2 separate regions of the Zea mays genome follow, and region 1 is linked to region 2. A link is a contact called in public Hi-C data. All regions are on one chromosome and are shown on one strand. The core of a region is the stretch at or near the end of the contact, and the rest is flanking DNA. Distances in the headings are between cores, read along the strand shown.

Region 1 (3,641 bases), core at 434-2,933, 190 kb after region 2:
CCAAATAAGGGTTTTAGATCAGATGTAATAAGCCTAATAATCAAATATAAATACTGATAGTAAGGAGTTGTGTATTAAATAAATTAACAGAATTTAACACAGGTAACCAGCCTCAACAAAGAGAGATTTAATTAGGCACAAATAATATCAATGCTGAAAATGATAATACACTAAAACCCAGACTGTCACGTTGTCTCACTACACCGCTATCATCATCGAGCAATTAAATCCGCCCACAACAGTGCAATCACACCCAAGTATTTAATACTAGCAGATTTCACAAAAATTAAACAGTAAATAAAGTGAGGCAACGAATAACTCACAGCACGTAGATTGTCTACGTGGGAAGACCAGCTCAGCGAACACAAGGTTCTGTCCCAGAAAACCAATTCCGCCGCCCACGTCCGGGCCTGCACGGCGGGAGGTTGACGGAGATACTAGAGCCGCTGCCGGAGCCGAGGGAGACGTCCACGACACCTGCCCGAGAAGACGAACACCGCGCAGCAGGGAGCCCAGGCACCAGGCCACGGTGGACAAAGATCAGAACAGACAGAGCACCACACAGGCGCACTATAAATCAACGGGGCACAGGAGAACCTCGCTGCACAAGAACAGCACCACCTCTACCAGCTTCCAATCACCACTAGCGATTAACCACAGGAACACTAGGGACCAAATGGATCGAGGAGATTGGAACAACAAGCAGCCGACTGGAACAACCAGCAGCCGATAAAAGCAGAGATGAGCAGAGAACCTCTCCAAAGCCAGGGATGCGTTTTCCCTTCTTAAGAAGACGCCCGCACAGGTAGTTACGCAGAACCCGGCGGCAAACAAATCGCTGATCTGTTATCAGCCGCCGCCAGCCTGCGCTACTCCTTCCCTACTACCGTCCTCTGCCTTGCGCTCCTCTCTGAGCCCTAGCCACCTTGCCAGCGCTTGCCTGCCGGCTGGGCTGCTCGGCCGTGGGCCTGATAGCGGCCCAGCTCGGGTGGCCTCCCTTTTTTTAATAAAGTGAAAAACACAAAACGGACAGCAACTTTTACTTCACTTTGATTTCGCAACGGCTAGCCTTTTCTGTTTACCTTCTCCTAGTTGTTTTTTTTTCTCCAGCCATATCGTAGATCTGTTGGTCAATGGTCAAGGACGCCATGCCAGCTTTCCGTAGCTGGAAAAAGGTGGGCTAGTAAAAGATTTCGTATTATACGATGTGATTAGCTTGCGAACGGCCAGTTTGTCCCCGTGGAGCTGATATTGCTTGCTCGGGGTGCGCGGGAGTTTGACAGCGTTGTTTAGACATGACGTGCACTTCCCAAAACTAGCATAATCGCCAGTGGTCGATGAACGATGACCATGGCCGATCAGCTGAGAGCTGACTCGGCGTCGTCCACCTGGAAGCGGACGCAGCACCGACCCCGCAGAGCAGACTCCCAACCCACACATCGAGACCACAGACCAGTGGCAGCGACCCAAGCCAAGCACAAAAGTACCGCGCGACAAGACGGCAAGCGGACAAGTTCCCCGGAAATTTTTTTAAAAAAGCGTGAGAAATTCGTTAAAAATCCTCCCGGTCGGCCACTTTTATTACCACCAGCAGCAGCGGCAAGTCGTCGCTCCCCCCTCATCACCTCCACTCCAAACAAACAAGGGACGGTGAGCGAGGAACCCCACCCCACGTCGCCCTCCCCCCACCTTTCTCTCTAGTCTCTAGTTTCTAGTCTCTACCCCCAGGCCCCAGACTCCTGCCTCTTCTCTCTCTCGCCCACCCGCCCCGGCCCCAATGTCGCCGCCCCTCGAGCCCCACGACTACATCGGCCTCTCCGCCGCCGCCGCCGCGGCGCCGCCGACACCGACCTCCTCCTCGTCGTCCTCGTCCTCGCCGGCGCCCCGCCTCACCCTCCGCCTCGGCCTGCCGGGCTCCGAGTCCCCCGACCGCGACCGCGACCGGGACCGCTGCGAGGACGTCGCCGCCGCGCTCTCCCTCGGCCCGCTGCCTGCTACCCCCAAGGCGCCCGCTGCCGTCTCCGCCAAGCGCGCCTTCCCGGACCCCGCCCAGCGCCCCGGCGCTGCCAAGGCTAGCGACGACAAGCAGGCGTCCCCCGCCGCCCCGCCGGCCGCCAAGTAAGACCCCGCCGCTCCGATTCGCCGCAGGCGTTACCCGCAGCCGGACGCCGCCGGGCTGACCGACGCGTTGCTGTCGATCCGTGCAGGGCGCAGGTGGTGGGATGGCCGCCCGTGCGGAACTACCGGAAGAACACCCTCGCCGCGAGCGCCTCCAGGAGCAAGGCGCCGGCGGCGGAGGACGCCGCGTCTGCGGCCCGGCCCATGTACGTGAAGGTGAGCATGGATGGCGCGCCCTACCTCAGGAAGGTGGACATCAAGATGTACTCCAGCTACGAGGACCTCTCCGTGGCGCTCCAGAAGATGTTCAGCTGCTTCATCGCTGGTGAGTGGTGTTCGGTTCTACGCTTCTGTGTGATGCGTTCCCCTCTTCCTCTTGTAATTACACAAGTGCTGCGGCGTTCACTGCCATTTCTTGAAGCGTATGGATTGGATCCGTTGCTATAAGTCCTTTGCGATGTACTGGATTTACTCCTAAAGCGTAGGATGAGCTTGAGTCCAATAAAAGTTGCTTTCTTGAATCAAAGATTCGTAAGACTCGCAGGAAGATAGCATTCATACAGCGATGCGTTGTGCTTGTGCATATATGATCCTAAACCTAATACAAGCACTAAGCGCAATACAGACATACAGTCATTTTGTGCACGTGGAGAAATTTCTGCTTTATCATGCCACAATAAGTGCAATGGTCCTTGGCTCCACCGCTCAATTTTAATCAAAGTTCCATGGAGCTTTACTAACGGATGAATAATTGGGAGTTTGGGACACGCTCTTGCCCTAACAAATAACGATTAATGTGAGAGCAGAAAGTAAATACCTTACAAATCACTGAACACATTTTTTTTCATAGTATGACATTTTTCTCACAAGAATATGTATTTACCCTGTGATTTTAAAGGTCAAAGTGGCCTGCATAAATCATCGAGCAAAGACAGGCTGACTAATGGCTCGAAGGTGGATGCCCTCAAAGACCAGGAGTATGTACTTACATATGAGGATAAGGATGCAGACTGGATGCTTGTCGGTGATCTTCCCTGGGAGTAAGTACCTTACAATGTCATATATTACTTTTAATGTTGTGAGCGTAGAATATAGTTGGATGTTGTTTGGTTCATCTGTTGTTTTTTTATCAGCAGTTATTAAGAAGATATTACATGATTATGAAAAGAATATCATATGCATTATTTTCCCCTTTGCGAATGCATTACCTCATTACCTTAGCTCACTATCTCAATAGTGTTGGATTTTTGTCAACCAGCTATGGTGACATGCAAATAACAGAAGGATGAAAAGAAAAAAAATGTACTTGTGGCGCAGGTATTAAACATATTTGTTATATTGTTATATAATTCGGTAAACTGATTACCCCGTAAGAAAAAAAATGTAAAATGTACTTGTGGTGCAGGTACTAAACGCATTTGTTATATAATTCGGTAAACTGATTACCCCGTATAAGTTTCATATACAATTCGGTAAACTGATTACCCCGTATCAGTTTTATATCTGTACAAGTTACCACTCAA
Region 2 (3,768 bases), core at 85-2,584:
TCTAAAGTTCAGATATAAGCCTATCACAAATTCATGGGGTGGAAGATGAAAAATAATTTTATTTATTAGTAGAATTTGTTTCTACTCTATAACTTATAGGACGCTCTTCAACTCACTCCTTTATAGTAAAAATATAGCAAATAAATATCTCTGACATCTTGCTAATAATAGTATACAGACATATTTTGCATAAAACCGAATTAGCTTAATTGGTATATGGCTAAATTACTATTACGGGGCGTTTGGATCCCTTCATTTTAAAGGAATTGGAATTCACTCAATAAAGTAACTTATTTAGTTTGGAATTTGGCATTCCACCATTTTCCAAAATTCAGATATAAGCCTATCTCAAATTCATAGGGTGGAGGATAGGAAATGATTTTATGCATGATTAGAATTTGTTTCTAATCTGTAACTTACATGACACTCTTCGTTCTACTACTCTATAGTAAAAATGTAGCACATAAATATCTAGGACATCTTGCTAATAAGAGTATACAAATATATTTTGTATAAAAGTGAATTAGCTTAATTGATATATGCCTAAATTACTATTATTAGAATGGAATTCAATTCCAGTGATCCAAACGGGGCGTTATTAGAATGAAATTCAATTCCAATGATCCAAACGGTGCGTTATAGGATTTGATAAATTTGCTGGGCCCCTCATATAACATAATTCTGGCTCCGCCCCTGCGTCCATAGACCCCTCCCTCCACTTGACGGCCGTGGTTTTCTTGCTGACCCAACGTTGAGAGGTTCCGCTCCTTACTGCCAGCAACGCGCATGACGCTGACTAGGAGGTGGAACCGGTTGTGCTGCAATTTAAGGCCAGACTATTTCACGATCCTCTCAGCGCACAAGCATGGTTGCTCTTCTCTGCCGGATACCCACTTGCAGCAGAAAGCGCAGCTGGCATGGCTAAAAAAACTCAACCCCCACCCCCGCCCAATTTTTTCCTCGTAGATCTGTTGCTCAAAACTAAACCACTAGTATTCATTCCGAATCCGGACTGGAACTAATCCCAAGAGAGCCCATATAACCGCCCGCCGAACCGACCGAGACCGTTCTCCCCCAAAACACAGGGGCCAAAAGGCTCGGAGATCTCCGAGAGAGTGGGAGGAAGAGACGGGGCAGGGGACAGGGCGTAGGGACCTGCAGGTCGGGGTGAAGGCGCCGGGGACGCCGAAGAGGATGACCTTCTTGCCGGCGGCGAGCGCGTGGACGGAGACCTGCTGCAGCTGGTCGTTCTCGTCGAACCACCCGAGCTGGCCGTCGGGGAGGGCGTCGCCGACAGCGATGGGAGCCATGGGCGAGCAGGAGGGGACGGGTGGGTGAGCAGGGGGTGGGGAACTGGGGCGGCGAGGGAGCGCAGGCGAGTGAATGGGTGGGGTGGTCTCGCTCGCAGGGCCGGGCTGGGGTTAAAAGGCCCCTCGCGTGGGAACGCAATGATTTGGGCGAATATGCCAGTATGTCTCCGGAGCAAGCAGGTCGGGCCCGCGCAAATTGGACCGAGTGTTTTTTTCCGGATAGAAATAGTCCGTGTTTAGGTTGCATCGCCGCACACACGCACACACAAAATATGCAGAACCCATCCCACCACGACGTCCACGTCCTCTTGCTGACCTCCATTCCATTGAATTGGACGAACCTGGGGAGCACTAGCAAGAGCGAGCTCGGTCAATATGTGCACTACTTTTTTTAAAAAATTAAAAAAAGGATGCATCGGTATCGAGCAGTATCGAATTTTCAGTCAGTCAGTCCTATGCAATCAAGACTTTTGTATCTATTAGTGGCTCTAAAGGACGGTAAAGAGTCTAGGCGTTTTTATGTTTAATCCAATCTAGTAATTTCATAGTAAATATATGACGCATATATACGTGTGTATAATACTACAACTCTCAACGGTGACAGATATGTACATGATCACTGTACCCATTTAGTAGAAACTATACTAAGATTTAAAAAAAATTGAGATTATTATGTATCAAATAAAGAGATCTGTGATCAAGGCACTGGTGGCTTTATTCATACGAGTTGACATCGTGCGTTCCTTGAAGTAGAGGACGACGGTCGGTGCAGATAGATGTTTATAGTTGAAAGGGAAATGGGCCAGATAGCTATTTCTACCTGTACTAGCCAGTTACCCGTGCTTTGCTGCGGTTGCTATATATCATATAAATAGATATTGAAAATTTTATTAAATATAATTATTGTTTATTTCTAAACACTAAGGTATGTGGTCTGATGGTTAGCCCTAATTTTCTATAGTAGGGGGTCGTGGTTCGAGTGCTCGTTCTGCACTTTTTTTTGCGCGGAGTGCTAGCTGCGCGGACGGGGTCGGGTGGTGGGCATGTGCGGGCACTAGGGGTCCTTAGGGCAGTAGCTGAGAGACCAACGTGGGGCCCACAGGGCACGACGCGTGGGGCGGACCCAGAGTGTCAGCACGGAGGGTGAAGCTATGGTAGCATCGGGTGCCCACATTAGTGAAAGTCGCCTAGAGGAGGGGTAAATAGGTAAATCTGAAATTTATAAACTTTAAGCACAATCTACAAGTCGTGTTAGCGTTAGAAATAAAATTGAGTCCGAAATAGAGGGTGAAAACAAATCACAAGCAAATGAAAGCGGATGATACGGTGATTTGTTTTACCGAGATTCGGTTATTGCAAACCTACTCCCCGTTGAGGTGGTCACAAAGACCGGGTCTCTTTCAACCATTTTCCTCTCTCAAATGGTCACCTAGACCGAGTGAGCTTTTCTCCTTAATCAACGGGTCACTTAGACCCCTTACAAGGACCACCACAATTTGGTGTCTCTTACTTGATTACAAGTTGCTTGAGAACAAGAATGGAGGAAGAAGAAAAGCGATCCAAGCGACAAGAACTCAAATGAATACAAATATCTCTCTCTCACTAGTCACTAAGAGTTTGGAGTGATTCCGGACTTGGGAGAGGATTTGATCTCTTATTTGTGTCTTGGAGTGAAGTCTAGAGCTCTTGTATTGAATGCAATGGCTGAAAACTTGGATCCTTGAAGTGGTGGTGGTTGGGGGTATTTATAGCCCCAACCACCAAACAACCGTTGGGGTTGGGCTGCTGTCGATGGGCGCACCGGACACTATCCGGTGCGCCAGCCATGTCACCTAACTGTTAGGGTTCGACCGTTGGAGCTCTGACAGCCTGGGCCACCGGACAGTCCGGTGGTGCACCGAATAGTCATTGTTCACTGTCCGGTGCGCCTTCTGGCGCTGCTCTGACTCTGTGCGCGCTGTCCGCGCACTGTTCACGTTCACTGTTCACTTTTGCAGACGACCGTTGACGCAGTAGCCGTTGCTCCGCATGACACACCGGATAGTCCGGTGCCACACCGGACAGTCCGATGAATTATAGCGGAGTGGCTTTTCCAGAAACTCGAAGGTGGTGAGTTCAAGTTGATTCACCCTGGTGCACCGGACACTGTCCGGTGGCACACTGGACAGTCCGGTGCGCCAGACCAGGGCAGCCTTCGGTTTCTTTTGCTCCTTTCTTTTTGAACCCTATCTTGGACTTTTTATTGGTTTGTGTTGAACCTTTTGCACCTGTAGAACTTATAATCTAGAGCAAACTAGTTAGTACAATTATTTGTGTTGGGCAATTCAACCACCAAAATCATTTAGGAAAAGGTTTGACCCTATTTTCCTTTCAATTAGGTTTTTAATAGAGTAGTATAGATTGGTGATTAAGTCCAACACAACTTCATGGACTAACTTATGTGCCAAGTATGTGAGAG

The links. Hi-C and Micro-C count contacts between places; a contact is called where the count stands out from the background.
Region 1: a contact with region 2 is called in a Hi-C map of ear, with 2.2 times the contacts expected there. The contact joins the promoter of LOC100193994 here to the promoter of LOC100283392 in region 2. A contact is called at or near these places in 5 of 25 Hi-C or Micro-C datasets (ear, leaf, tassel and 1 more).

Annotation. Positions count from the first base shown.
Region 1 is chr8:154,493,346-154,496,986 of Zm-B73-REFERENCE-NAM-5.0, forward strand. LOC100193994 reads left to right here and starts at 1,684. Exons shown (of 6, transcript NR_159683.1): 1 at 1,684-2,118; 2 at 2,208-2,443; 3 at 3,017-3,158; 4 at 3,377-3,435.
Region 2 is chr8:154,303,860-154,307,627 of Zm-B73-REFERENCE-NAM-5.0, forward strand. It overlaps LOC100283392, which reads right to left and starts at 1,335. Exons shown (of 3, transcript NM_001245900.1): 1 at 1,156-1,335. The coding sequence starts at 1,310.